2 separate regions of the Mus musculus genome follow, and region 2 is linked to region 1. A link is a contact called in public Micro-C data. All regions are on one chromosome and are shown on one strand. Each heading gives the region's core, a stretch centred on a gene start, on an enhancer-like site or on the middle of the called end of the contact. The rest is flanking DNA. Distances are from core to core; before and after follow the strand shown.

Region 1 (7,505 bases), core at 3,421-5,920:
TTCTGATGCTCTAGACTCACTTCTGGTACTAAAAAATCTTATCAGTCAATGTTCTCTAGAGGAACAGAACTTCAGAATGGTATGTGTATATATAGAGTGGCTTATAGGCTGTGGTCCACCTCGGTCAACAATGGCTGTTTACCAATGGAAGATCCACAAATCCAGTAGCTGTTCAGCCCACAAGACTAAATGCCTCAGCTGGTCTGATGCCAGTGAAGGAACTGACTTGCTAGGAGAGCAAGAACACGCTTCTGTTTTTCAGGTTCTCTTTATAGGCTGCCAGTAGAAGGTGTGGCCCAGATTAAAGGTAGATCTCACCTCAGAATATCTGGATTAGATGTATATCTTTCTATCTCAAAGATCCAGATTAGAAGTGGGTCTTCTCACCTCAAATGATTTAATTAAGAAAAAAAAATCCCTCACAGGTGTTCCCAGCCATTTGGGTTTTAGTTAATTCCAGGTGTAGTTAAGTTGACAACCAAGACTAGCCATCACACCAAGGTTGCAAGCATTCCGGCATATGGAAAAACTGCATGTGCAAATCTATAGGGTAGAGTTTGGTTGAGGTTGTTCCTCCTTCAGGGCTGCATTATGTCATCTGAAAGTGTTTACTTCAGTTCCTCTGGGCTGCCTCCATGGCAGCTGTGACATCACAGAGAAGTCAGAAGGTTTGGGGCCTGATAACAAAGTATGTTAATGTAATGCTAATGCTGTGTCCATTAAAAAAAAATCACTGCTGTATAAGAAACTTTAAAAAGTATTTTTTAAGAAGCTACTTCAAAAAAAAATCATCAAGTGATCTACAAAAGACTCATGTTTTCTCACTATATGGGTGTTTTTATTTTTTAAAGATTTTTGTTAGTTTTAATTATTTGTATTTGTGTGTGTGTGTGATTCGAGTGTGCACATATGTGCGTGCAGGTGCCACAGTGGCCAGAGGTACCAGGTGTCCCTGGAATCAGAGTCACAGGCAATTTTCCCAGCATGGGTGCTGAGAGGCAAACTCCAGTCTTTCGGAAGATCTATACGTGCTCTTAACAGCTGAGCCATCTCTCCACCCTGCAATGTACTTATTTTAAAATGTGTGTAGCATGAATGTATAGGGCTTTTGACTCGTAAATATAATTATGCAACTAGAAAAGTATTCTGAGTTGCCTTTAGGAGAATATTAATTATTAAAATAGCCCAGCCACTATTTTTATCTCTAAAAGAGAAGCATATTTAATCTAACATCAAAGATACATAAATAATAGAAGCTTAAGGCAAACTGTAAAAGATACCAGGTTATAAAGAACATTTTATTTACCTTGATATGAGTGTTATTTTTAGTTCTCTAGATATATTAAGCCAATCATTTACCTGGTAACTGTTGACTTAGCATTTACTGTGAAAATGGGAAAAGTACATGCAACTCTTATGCTTTCTTTTCCACTAAGAGTGGAAGTCTTTCCAGTCCCATTGTTTTTGAGACAGTCATAGTCTGTATTGCATGCTGGTCTTGAGATCACAGTAGTCCTCTTGCCTCAGCCTCCCGAGTGGATTACAGGCACTAAGCATCATGCCTGGCTCTTTTTGGTCTTATGAAGGAAGCAGCAGGTTTCTCTTTATTTTCAGGTAGCAGGACGGATGGCCTACAGAACTATAGCCATGCACCAAGGATTAGAGCCATGGAGGACTACAGCCATACACTAAGGACACTATTTCTTTACTTAGCCTTGTCCTTTAAAGCCTCCTCCTGCTCTAGACTTGCACTAAGTGTGAGTGTTCCTTGGAGTTCTGGCTAACTAGACAGCCTCCCGGTCCTCTTAGCCTCCCCCATGGCTTTAGCTACCACTTATATTTTAGTGACTTCAGAGATCCAGACTTTACACCAACCTCCCTGGGAAAGGTTCCCCCATAGTGTAAAAAATGTGTTTACCCCGAGGTCCACACCTTCTTACTCACCCAAAGACAAGACTGTGCATCCCTTGACCTCAAACAGCTAATGACTTCTCTTGGGTACATGGCAGGTGGTTCTAGCAGGTTCTATCTTAGCTCACAATCCTTTTACATCCCATCTCTAAGCCTCCCAGATCCTCACAAGGCCTATGTGACCAATTGTCACATCTATCAGACATCTTCTGGAGGTTTTCCCTTCTTGCAGGTTTTGAGCTGAGGCATCACAAAGCAGAGAAACCCTTTGAAATCCTGTGCTACATTTTCTGTTTACTTGTAGGAGGAAAAAAAAAACCAACCACCACCCATTGCTTTTTTTTTCCCCTCAAAGCATATCTGTTCATCCTAAAAGGCTAAAAAAATAAAAATGCCCATTCAGGTACAAATACAAATTCCTCAGCATGGTTATTCTGAATCATGAAGGCCCTGACCATCTGTCCAGCTTCCCTCTTACCCCTTTTCAACTCCCACCCAGCACCCGTACCAGTACGCACATCTATCTTGCAGGCCCCAGTGTGTGTACTCTGTAGTCTTTTGGACACTTTTATTCTTAGCTGACCTAACCACTCAGGAAGTCACCATCTTTCTTTCAAGAGACACCCCAGGTGACACTACCTATGGAAAGCTACAGCGGCTAGGAGAGCTCACTCAACTCTTCCCACCCGACAGACAACCTCACAATCTTTCTCATAGCATATGCCTCTTGGATTTCTAAAGTGGAGGCTGAAGGAATGTGGGAATGTGAAAATTAAAATCATAACACCCCAACAAGCAATAACGTACTAGTGGCACATTTACACACTAGGGAAGAAAAGCACACGTTTTTGTTGTACTTTCTTGGAAGAAATTGGGTGATAAACATAAAATTCCCACCAGACCAGACTTTTGACACTAGATAAATATCACACATCCCTTCCTGTTACAGAATATAGTGCAGGGACTTTGCCAGCATTTAGTTTCCCCTTTTATCATTCTAATATGGGCATTCTATGTTGCAGGTGTCTAGGAGAGTCAGTAACCTACACCGAAAAGCCAGTTAATGGTCATGACAGTCCCCAAATTCTCCATTTACTCCGGGAAATGTTCCACTTTCACTGTTCTAAGTCTTCTCCTTACAACACAGATTCTAAGAACCAAGTATTTTTCTTTCCTAAGACTTTAAATTGTTGCTTCTTAGTAGAGATCTTTGCTATAATAGGGCGGACCGATCCTATCGAAGCGTATTTCCCCGCTCTTAACTCATCTACCTATAAATAGCGCCGCTCACCGAGCTGAGTCACCAAAACCCAGAGTTTACTCAAAATAGCTCTTAAGGACTGCTGGAATTGAGTCGCTCCAGTGGTGACAGATTGACCACACACCCATCAAGCTGGGCCACGGACCAGAGCCATAGAACTGGCTCCTAACCACCAGGCGCCCAGAGGGCTAGTCAGGCGAGTAAGACCCTAGTCGCTGGGATCTCGAAGTCTGGACTCAGGAACCAGCTAGTGGCCAGACTCCGCCTTGACGGAACAGAGTCCTCCCCGCCCTTTTGGAGCTGGGAGCCGCGGGGGGCCCGGCACCCGGCACCGCCCTCGCCCACTGCTCACACAATGGGGCGCGTCGAGGGGCGGCCCGGCTTGAGCTTCAGACCTAGCCCTCATTGCCTAACTCCCGGTTGTTGCCAAAGCACCTGATGACCTCAGACTATTGCCCACCCTCAGGAGGGTGCAGAAGCTTGGGAGCAGCAGCCCTGGGGGGGGTGGGGGGGGGGAGAAAACGGAAGTGCCACCCCCTGCAGGCAGGGTGGTGACGTCACCCTACCGCCAGCCTGTAGCGGGGGTGGTTGCCCATCACGTGATCCACGCCCCTCAGAATCCCGCGCGCGCGCTCCCTCCCCCCCCTTTTCAACTAGACTCCCACCTCTCCCGCCTCCTCTCCCCAACTTTCGCCCTCCCTGCTCCCTCACCGCTGTCAACAGCGCCAGCTCCGCCCTCCCCAACGGCGAAGCAGCGGGCTCCTGAGTTCAGGTCCTTGCTCCCTGAGCGCAGGGTGCCCCCCTCCCACCCTGTCCCCAAATTTAGGCGCTCAGGGTGCGTGGGCCTCGGGGGTGCAGTGGCGGCGGCGACAATTCTCCACTCATTCCTCCCACCGTGGACCAGGCGGACTCTGCAGGTCTGCGTTCAAAGGGGACCGAGAGACGCGCACGGCCTCCGGGGAGCCCCCTCCTCTCACCCTGCGGCCCGCCTGCTCTGCCAGCTCCGTCTCCCGTGGGGGCCACGCGCAGATCTCCTCCTGGAGCCCCTCACTCTCTTCGCTCCGTGCACGCCGGGGTTACAGCTTTGCTTTTTTTTTTTTTTTTTCCTTCTGTCGCTGCTGCTCCTCGTTCTATTTCCTTACCGCCCCCCGCCCCCGCCCCGGTTCCCTTCTAAAAGTGGAGGCTGGAGGAGGGAGAAAAGCAGCCTAGAGTCGAAAGGGGCGGTGCGCACTGACCTGTCAGCGACGGAGGAAGACCCCCGGTCTGGGCGAGCTCTCCAGCCAGTGGGGGCACTGGAGCGCAGGGCTCGAGCGGAGCGGCGGCTGCGCTCGACCAGGTGTCCCCTAGGCCGGTCTGCGCCGCCCCCTCCCTCGGCGCCGCGCTCTCCGCCCCAACATCGGGGACCAGGGAACCCCCCAGCTCGATTTTTTGTGCAGTTTCAGCAAAGCTCCGAGGAAGTTGGTCCTTTTGTTCCACTATTTATAGATTGCGTCAACATTGCGAAAAGAAGAAGGCGGAGCGGTGGCCCCTCCCCCGCCCCTCGGCCCGCTCCCAGGAGAGAAAAGCCCCAGCACACGACCTAAGTACACAGCGCGCCAGCCGCCCGCCCCCGGGCCTCCTGCTCGCCACTTCCCCCTCCCCCCGCCCGGGCCCGAGCGCTGCCAACCCCGTCACGTGCCCTCTCGGGAAAACCAGCTCCCCGGGGCTGTGCGCCGCCCGCCTGGTTCCGTGGCAGCGGCCTCCGCCCTGCGGCGCTCCCCTGCTCCTGGCTGGGGTCGCCGGCCCGGGTGGTGTGCACGACCTGGGGACCCGCACTCTGACCACTCGACGGGGGGTGGGGGGGGGGAATTTCTCCCGGACCCGAGCCTTGCGCGCGGAGTGGCCCCGAGCGTGCCGTTCGCTCGCTCGCTCGGGCGTCTCTACCTCCCTCCGTCTCTGGGAGCGCCACCGCCCTACTTGCAGAGAGCGCGCGCGTTTGGGCCTCGCTTTGGAGCCCACGGCCTGGACAAGTCCCTGTGCCCCCTACGTGCGGCGGCTCCCGCAGGCGTCCGCTTGCTAGGCCTCGCTCCCCCGGCCAACGGGCGTGAGGGGTGCGGGGGTGGCTCGCAGCAGCTCCCAGGCAAAAGCGCTGGGCGCGGGAAGCGCGGGGCGGACGCTCTGGATCCGCAGGTGCAGCTAGCTTCACGCTAGCTTCCTTCTCGCTTTCCCAGCTGCTTAAAGCCCCAGGCATTTGCGCATCCGACTCCTTGACAAGGGAACGCGGTTCTTGAGGACTTACTCTTTGGTTACAGGAGTGATTGGGGCAAACCATTACAAGTTGCCTTTAAACCCCGAGGACGAAGTGATAGGCCCCTCCAAACCCCGAAGTGAAACTGAGCGCCCTGCTGGCCTAAAGCCTAGGCGGAGGGCTCAGTGTAAACAAAAAGTGCGATAAACACCAAAGGAAGGCCTTACAATTAAGGCAAACTAAGTGGTTAGTCTAAGCGTGATTAACTTCTGTAGCTTCTAGTCCCTTTCCTAAGTAATTGATTTCAGAACGCAGTTTTACTTTTCAGGATCAGAACATAATAAGTTAGCTACCAGATCACTGATTCAGGAAAACAGGCTGAGCTCGGATGAGAACAGGAAACGCATCGGACTTTCCCAGCAACTGGAGAGGGGTAAACAGTCTAGAAGAACTCCCCCCATCCCACTCCCCCGCCCCAAGTTCGGACCACCACCACGCCTCAGCACGGGCACCTACCTACTGTGAGGGGCTTGGAAGTTAGGTATAAGGGTGGGTCCAAACCTGGTAGAGCTTTTCCAAGAGTCAGATGGGGGAGGAAATAGATTTGCCTAGAGTTGAGAAACCTTTCCAGATTTAGGCCCGCTTGCTTTCGCTCTCTCTATTTCTATTTCTTTTCTTTCTTTCTTTCTTTTTTTTAAAGGAGAAACTTTAGATTCTAAAGCTTAGAACGTGCCTTCCAAGTTTGCTATGTGTGTGCTTGCTAAAAGAAGGAAGTGAGACAATATAAAGTGAACTTTTGCAGCACTCGCTTCCTTTCTAAAGTTTGGAGCTGCAGGCCTGATAGGCTTTGGTCGCCCACACCTGGCGGTGTGCAGAGCCTAGGGCGGGACCTCAATCTTCCCCATCCTCTGCAATTTATCCAAAGGCCCTAGCTACTCACCTCCCGGTCCTTGTACCCTTCATTACTCAGCATTTGGAAAACAAACCTCTTATGAATGCAAATTCGTTTCTTTGACACTTTGGTTGCAGCAATAGCTACAAATCACGTTTCTTTGCATTTAGTAAACAAGTCAGGGCCTCCTGGTCCTTCCCACTCTTGCAAGGGTCAGAGTTTGTCAAGGCATGGTCATGGTTGCCTTACCCCGTCCTCCGACTAAGGCTCAGCGGCACAGCTATTTTGTTAAGACACCGGCTTTCCGCCCCCACTTTGTTCTTTCACGGTCTTCCTAGCCGCGGAGAGGAGGGAAGGGAATCAAAACGAAACCACTTCAGGCGCATCAGTCACAGCCACTTCCCTAAGGGCAGCGGTGGCAGACCTAAGTGTAGGGTCGCAAACATTGGCCGAGATGGGGGTGGGGGTGGGGGGAGCTGTTCCCGAAGGAAGCCCAGGAGTTGCCAGGATCTGTCCTAGGTTGCGAAGGGTCCCCCTCCCCCCAAACTCCCATCTCCGGAAAAGTGCATATGGATAGTACATCAATCTTGCATGGAGAGTTTGGTCTGGGTCTCGAAGTTGAAGACTGAGACCCTGCAGAAGTAAAGGAGTGTGACACGAACGAGTTTGGCTTCTAGTGGCAGATGTCTTAGCAGGGTCTCAGGCAGGAACGCAGGCGAGGGTGCGCAAAGGCCTCTTGGGACTCGAGGCCCACGGAATTCTTGCCCGGCTGAAACTGGATAAGCATCCCGCCCACACGCAAATAACCAAAGTTCTATACAATTTAAAAGACTTCACGAAACTAGTGGTATCCCTCTTCCCTCATAGGAGTCATTGCAGTGACAAAGGCGGCCTCCGGCAGGTTTCAAAGAGACGGGTGGGCCGACTTTAGCAGTTCAGGGAAGGCATCTTACGAGGTGAAGGTAACCAAACACAACTGGGGCGCTCAGGAATGGCAGCTGGTGTCAATCTAGTCAGCTAAAACGTGTCCTCGCTTCCCCTTCTTCCCCCACAGAGAAACAACACTGACTTGAAACAGCTTCCACCCTCACCCCACCCCCATACTTTCTTTACCACACACTTTATTCTGTTTAGTAACACCTTTGTTGCAGCAGTATCTGTAGGTCTGGGCAAGTGTGAGAAAGACCTGCAGGGTCTCGGGGAGTTGAAAGTGG
Region 2 (6,807 bases), core at 921-3,420, 5.6 Mb after region 1:
TACTGGTGAGAAAAGAGGCGTCAGCGACCTTGGCTCTGCCCTTTAACCTGGAGCCTCTGGGGGCCGGCGGGCCGGGCTAGGCCGGAGCCCGTTGCTGCCCCGCAGTCCCTCAGGCTCTCCGCATCTTTCGCGAACATTTTCGAGGTGGAGCTGATCAAAGTCTCCTTGGGGAGGTTAAAACAAAACTAAACAAAAGCCAGCCGTTTCATCCACACGTCGGAGGGCTCATTGGCTGGTCCACACTCTTCACCGAGGAACCTGAGGCCTTGCCCAGCTGGGAACATGGCCGGGACAAGAAAGAAGGACAAGAGATTAGTTAAATTCAGCAGACTTAAAAAAAACAAAAACAAAACAAAACTAAAACTAAAACCAAACCAAAACAAAAACGAGCAGGCCCAGCTCGAAGACTCTGGGTGGTTAGTTTTTCCTGGGGTCGCAATTATCCGTAAAGTCTTGTGTAACTGAACTGCGCAGCTGAAAGAGCAGAGGTGGATCTTATCTCGACCATTTTCTCCCCCACCCTCCCTCTTTTGTTGGATAACTGCCGAATGCAACTAGGCCTCTTATTTTCTTACACTCAACTGTACCTCAAGCCACCCTGCCTCCCCTTTAAGCCTGAAATTAAAGACCTGGAGTTAGGGTACACCATCAACGCGACTCCAGCCCCCCTCCCCAGTCTGTGCAAAGAGAGCCCCAGCCAGCTTTCAAGTCAGTCACTGCTGTAGAGAGAGACCAAGTCTTCCGGAGCACCATCCCGCCTGCGCAGTCTGTAGTCACAGTTTGCCCCTGAGGTGAAGTGACGTGCTCAGGTCCCCTTCAATGGAGACTCAAGCAGTCTCTGAAAGCGCAAGCTTCCTTTTCGCTCGCCGGGCAAACGTGCACCCCAGGCGCTGTGTCCTCTAGCGGCGAACTCTCGCAGCTCGTCTGTGAGCGCTCACCTACAGCTAGGGGGTCCGGTCAGGAGTCAATTGACACTCAAACCTGAGCCCTGAGCCGGGAGGAAAGACTCCCGACTGTAATGATGCTGAGAGGCTCGGGTGCAGTCGCTCGAACCGCGGCGCAGCTGATTGTCTGCTCCACGGCAGATGGTCTTTGAGCACAGATTTGCATTCATTGTCTTCAAATCTGTTTTCGCGCTGGCGTTCTAGATTTCAACAGCAGATCTACGCGCAGATCAGAATACAAAAAGAGAAGCAAGAAAATAACACCCAGCCAGGAGGATTTTTTTTTAATAGGCACCTCCAGCCGTCTAGGGTTTCAGCTATTTTGTGGAGCCTCGGCTTCCCGACCACCAACCTTCGCGACCACAGCGCTCGGCGGACAAAGTTTCCAGGACTTCTTCACAGACGCCTCGTGTCTCTAACGCAGGGTTCCCCGGCCTTCAGGGATTGGGGAGGGAGATTTTAAAAGGGGGGAGGATTCGAAACTTCATCCCGCAGTTCTCAGCCAGCCAAGCTGTCAGCAACCTCTCCTATCTGCAAAGGTGCGTACTCCCGCCCTCCCGGGGCTGTTTTCCTTAACTCCTTCACCATTTCCCTTCACAGTATATTTATTTAAACTGCACTTGAGCCTCATTCGTCCACACTCCGCTCTCTCCTTCCTTCATCTCGCCTCTCCTTCTAACACTTGTGGCCTTCGCACGAAATGATTGCTTCCCTGGAACTCTCTGAGACTTGGTAGACCGGTTCAGAAAGACGGATGCCCTGAGGGTAGTGTTTGCGAAAAGCATAAATACAGGTGGTCACAGGTCCAAACCCCGGGAATGAATCTGTAGGGTCTCCCGCAGGCGACAAAAAACCTGCATCTAGAGGCAAATCCGCGCTGGCTTCCTGCTCCCGCGATCGGAAAGAACCATCATGATCCTAACTCTCAGAGTCCTGCTACTCTGTTTTGGTGCAGGATTTGGGGACCCCCTTTCCCACTCAGGCCAAACACTCGGGACTCTGGTCGGGACTCGGTGCTTGTGGCTTGCTGTAGCCTTTCACCTCCCGGACTTCGGGCAAAGCAAAGCTTGGCTAACGCCGCGGGAGGACGTCCGCCCAGCTTGCCCAGAGCCGGCCAATCCCGGGCGTCCATGCAAATGAGGCTCCTTATCGGGCCTCGGCTCCGCCTCCCGCGGCCTGGGTTGTAGTAACCATTCATGGGGCCCGCGCGCTGCAGCAGCCCGGCTCTGCGGCGCTCTCAGCCACCGCCTCCTCCCCGCTCCGGGTCTTCCCCTTCCTCTTACAACTGATCCTGTTGGGGATTTTTTTTTTTTTTCCTATATCGGAACGGTGGGGAGGAGCAGGGAGGGGGGAACAAGGAGGAAGGGGAGAGATCAGGCAGCTATCTATCTCCTCCTGTTTTTCCCAGAACAGGTGATGCTTCCAAATTGTGGCCACTTTCTGGAGAACGTTCTGCAGCTGGAAGGATGCGGGCGACCTAGAGTGGAAGCCCCGAGGCGGCAGATCTGAAGCCACCGAGGATAAAAAACGCAAACTTTGCATTGTGCGTGGAGGAACGGGCTGGCTATTTCTTTCCAAGAGGGCCCCCAAACTTCGGCCCTTGCCGCCTTTCTCGGATTGCTTTTGGAGAACACCATTTGCTGGCAGCATTGGAGAGTGAGGACGGTGTTGTTGTAAAGTCACTTTTAAGGCGACAGTAGAGGACCAGACTTTTTAAATGTTTGGGATTCAAGATACGCTAGGAAGAGGACCAGCTCTGAAAGACAAGTCGCTGGGTGCCGAGATGGATTCGGTCAGGTCCTGGGTCCGGAATGTCGGCGTGGTGGACGCCAATGTCGCGGCTCAGAGGTAATGAGACTGGAGCCGTTGTGCTCTGAAAGTCTCTGGTTGTGTCTGTCTCCCCGAATATCTCTTCCCTTTGCTCCCTCTCTTTCTCTCTGTCCTTGTCTCTCCTCCCTGGCTGTGCGCACTGGGGCTCTCCCTGGGCGGGCAGGTCGCTGCGACTAGGGGAACCCTTTTCCCGCAGTCGACACTGTAGTTTCTGAACTACCGAGGTCACGGGTGTTTCTCCCCACAGTCCGTTCTTTGAGGACAAAAAAAATTTATTAAAAGTAGCGTTCAAGCTCACATCGTGGCGTTTACTCTTGGACTCTAGCGGAGTGGCGCGTGAAGATCCGAGCTGGCAGCCGGCGCAGCGGCAGAGCCGGCTTTCCGGTCACTCCTAGGTTCCCCCACGCTTCCTGCGAGCGCCTCTCCTCCAGCATCATTCAGGATGGCTTGGAGACTCGGGGAGCCCAGCGGCCAGATGGTGGCGGCGGCGAGAGGATCCGGAGAGGCCTGAGGGGCTGCAAGGAAAGCAAGGCGGCCGGGAGCTCTAGGAAAGGGGACATGCAAGCGAGTCCTGGGTGAGGGAGAGTGGGACAGACAAACCGAAGAGGCCGAGGATGGACCGAAGCACAGGAGTAGTCGGGGAAGAGGAGAAAATGGAGCCGCAGAGAAGAGCACCCTCCAGTTTTGCGGGTTCCTCAAGTTGATTTTGTTTCCAAATCTTCGCGTTTACGGATGGTTAAAATTTGTCTAGGGTTCCATCCCACGAAGACATTCCAGTCCCGCTTCTCACTGTCGCTACTGAACTGAGATTCATGGCCCTCGTGTCCAGACTACAAGAGCCAGCTCCTTTACCCTCTCCAGACACCCACAAATTTCTTCCAGGACTCTCGACTCTTCCTCTGCGCTCTGCGTTCTGCGCCAACCTCCTTAAATCTCCGGACTTCACGTTGAGAAATGACCCCTTTTGCAGATAGGCCACATCTCCAGGTGTCCCGGGTAGAGCGAACTGGCTGCCACCCTTCAAGGAGTGGCAGCAAAGGCCGCAAGCCGGATGCCTGAAGTGGCAGCTGCGGTACCCGATTGCCACTCCTCCGAAGCCGAATGCTCAGTTGTCCCCGAAGCAGATGGTACTTCGCAGAGGCCTTGGCTCTCGAAAGCGGTCTAGGGGTTCGCTCCGGCGGTGACAAGCCGAGGGAACCAAGACAGTTCCGCAGATCCGCTCCTTAGCGGGGGCTTAATAACATTTCCCTCCAGTCTTCCCGTCCGAAATAAAATGTACTTTATTAAAGTTCGAAACAGCAGTCTGTGGTGGTCTAGCGAAAATTATACACTTTCAAAAAAGTGACTGAGACCATGCCCAGCACAAGAATCCAGAAGACCTCAGGGCCACCAGGCTGCCCTCACCATCTGTCAATTCGCCGGCTCCACAAGGTTTTCAGTCAAATGTGGCACTATCAGAGACAGGCATATAGGGAGGTCCTGTGGACGCATCCAAGGCTCTGGCAAGCTCTGGGTCCAGCTATACAGAGTCAGGGAATTTGAGAAAACACTCGAGCGCGGATCGCCCGAGTCTCTGGCCGGGGCGCTGCTGTCTCTTAACATTCTGGCTTCTTCTGGCTTTGACACGTGGAGCGGTTCTTGGGGGCGAAGGTCCTCAGCAGTGAGTCCTCAACCCTGGCCCGTTATCCCCAGCAATGACTGTAGGGGATTTTGCAGTGACACTGTCCTGGATGCAAATTTCGGTAGAGTAAGGCAAACCTTGAGGACAGAGGCTTGGACTCCACAGGCTTCCTATCCTGTAGTCTGTGATCCAAAAATTCACTAGCCAGGAGTTAAAAGGGGTCACTTGTTCAAATGCAAAAGAACCCTATCCCCTTACATCTGAGTCACAGCTTTGAGTTTTGCGGGCAGGCACCTGGGGTTTAGCAGCGCTTCTTAAGACTTCGCCGGCAGCCCTGGTCTTTCTATTCTACTAAAAGCCGTCTGGTGACAGGATTCTGGGTGGCTGTATAACGGGGTGGCGGAAGCAAGGTGCCTATTGCAACCCCTCTGAGAGAGTGTGGAAAAGACCCAGAAGGTTTCTGGTCTTGAGTCCCTTGGCCCTTCTGCAATGTGTTTGGGCATGTTAGTCACTGCCTAACACCCAGTCTTTCTGTCTTTCCCCCTTGTCCTGTTTCTCTCTCCCAACACTTCCTGTGCAGCGGAGTTGCTCTGTCCCGGGCCCATTTTGAAAAGCAACCTCCTTCAAACTTGAGGAAATCCAACTTCTTTCATTTTGTCCTGGCGCTCTACGACAGGCAGGGACAGCCGGTGGAGATTGAGCGCACAGCCTTCGTGGACTTTGTGGAGAATGACAAAGTAAGCGGACCCCTTAAACCCTCCCCCCCTAAGCCGGCACTGAGGATTCCATCTGTCACTTGCGACACTCTCCCGCTAGCATCAGGAATGATAAATTGAGGTGTCTCACCCTTAGCTTCTAACTCAGTAGATTTTCCCTGCACCTCAATGGGCCCCAACTCTGAACCAGGCGTTTTCGGCTGTGCGCCCTAGCCTTGGGGTCAGTAGTAGCGGCAGTGCATCGACTGACCTCGCAGAAAAAAGTTTTTTAGACCTAGTTTTAAAAGTATACCCAACGCTGTCGCTGCCAGTCTCCAGTTTTTCTTAAAATTATTATTACTATTATTTTCTCTCTGGCAGCGGGAAAGAGGGCAGGGGTGTAGTTGGTTGGATTCCGTTTTATGTGGGAACTTGGGGCCAGCCTTTTATGGCTCGCTTACTCTCCCAGCGACTGAGCACCTTCCTTGAACTCAAACCCTAATTTGAAAGCTATGTTTAATCCTAAACGAAGGGTTGTTTTCCTAAACCAATATATGCTGGGCCCATTGGCTGTGCAAAGAAAGGGAAACCTGGGGTGGCTAGTTGCCAAGCCCCTGAACACTGGAAGTGGTCATTCCCAGTTTGTTCCCCACCCCTCCCCAAAGGCGACTAATATTGCCCTTTCTAAAGGACAGGCAGGCTTACCCTTTTTTGTAGAGCCTGGGAGCTCAAGGACAGATAGACAGGGGTGGGGACTGCTTAAAGACAGCTTTGATGCTGGCATCAGGCATCGGCCGGCTGGAGGCAGGGGTACCCTTAGGAAATTTTTAAAAGAGAGACAGGGACGGTGAAGGTCAAGCGGTTGTAGGCCTTGACAAATTTCCCAAGATGGCCAATGGTGGGAAATGCTCCTTGTCCATTGGTCTGGATCTGGTTGTGTGGGGGCACTGCAAAGTTGAAGAATGGAGGGCTTCTGTCTTTTCAGGAGCAAGGCAATGAGAAGACCAACAATGGTACTCACTACAAGTTACAGCTCCTTTACAGCAACGGTAAGTGGCTTCATGGGCAGGCACTGGTCATCAGGCAGCCAAGACTGGTGGCTGCTGTGTCTGCCTCCTACTGTGCTTGGGAGGGTAGAAAGCTAGTGAGTGCAGTCCTGTGGGGACTCTGTGTGTGTGTGTGTGTGTGTGTGTGTGTGTGTGTGTGAGCCTTGGTCGGGATGACAGTTGAGGGGTGTCTCTCTTCATGTCAATTCCATCTAGGGGTTTGTGGCTTGACTGACTGGGTCAGGCTCGGGGCAGGGAAAGGGTTGGGGTGGGTGCGAAAGGGTCTTGGCTATTCTTGCCAACCGCCTGTCCCCCTCCTGTGCAGGTGTCCGCACGGAGCAGGACCTGTATGTCAGGCTCATCGACTCTGTCACCAAACAGGTGAGACCAAAGGGAGCCTACTGTGGACTCCCCACTTCCCCGCGTTGTCCGGTGACTTCTGCTCCTAGCACGATTTGCAGCAGGGGATTCACAGTTCTCTTTACCTCAAGTCTGCTCTGGGGAACCCCCTCCCCCTGCTCTGGTGGCCCTGTTTCATGTGCTATGGGGGAGATTCTGGGTGTTGGGAGGTGACAAATTAATGACTGAAGACAGCGAACAGTTACTGAAGATTCAGTTCGCTGGAGAATTCCTCTTTGCTGAGAACTAAGGGCAAACTTCTTCTTCTGGCT

The links. A called contact is a pair of places that touch in the nucleus more often than the background predicts.
Region 2: a Micro-C map of embryonic stem cells shows a contact between it and region 1, with 17 times the contacts expected there. The contact joins the promoter of Ebf2 here to the promoter of Dleu2 in region 1. A contact is called at or near these places in 5 of 484 Hi-C or Micro-C datasets (embryonic stem cells and stem cell-derived epiblast-like cells) and 1 of 115 datasets of contacts at active chromatin or transcription factors (embryonic stem cells).

What each region holds. Positions count from the first base shown.
Region 1 is chr14:61,677,703-61,685,207 of GRCm38.p6, forward strand. It overlaps Dleu2 (deleted in lymphocytic leukemia, 2), which reads right to left and starts at 4,671. Exons shown (of 7, transcript NR_028264.1): 1 at 4,408-4,671.
Region 2 is chr14:67,232,474-67,239,280 of GRCm38.p6, forward strand. Ebf2 (early B cell factor 2) reads left to right here and starts at 2,171. Exons shown (of 16, transcript NM_001360202.1): 1 at 2,171-2,792; 2 at 4,976-5,132; 3 at 6,076-6,139; 4 at 6,462-6,517. The coding sequence starts at 2,662. Gm20675 (a long non-coding RNA gene) reads right to left here and starts at 722. Exons shown (of 2, transcript XR_874748.1): 1 at 630-722; 2 at 1-274.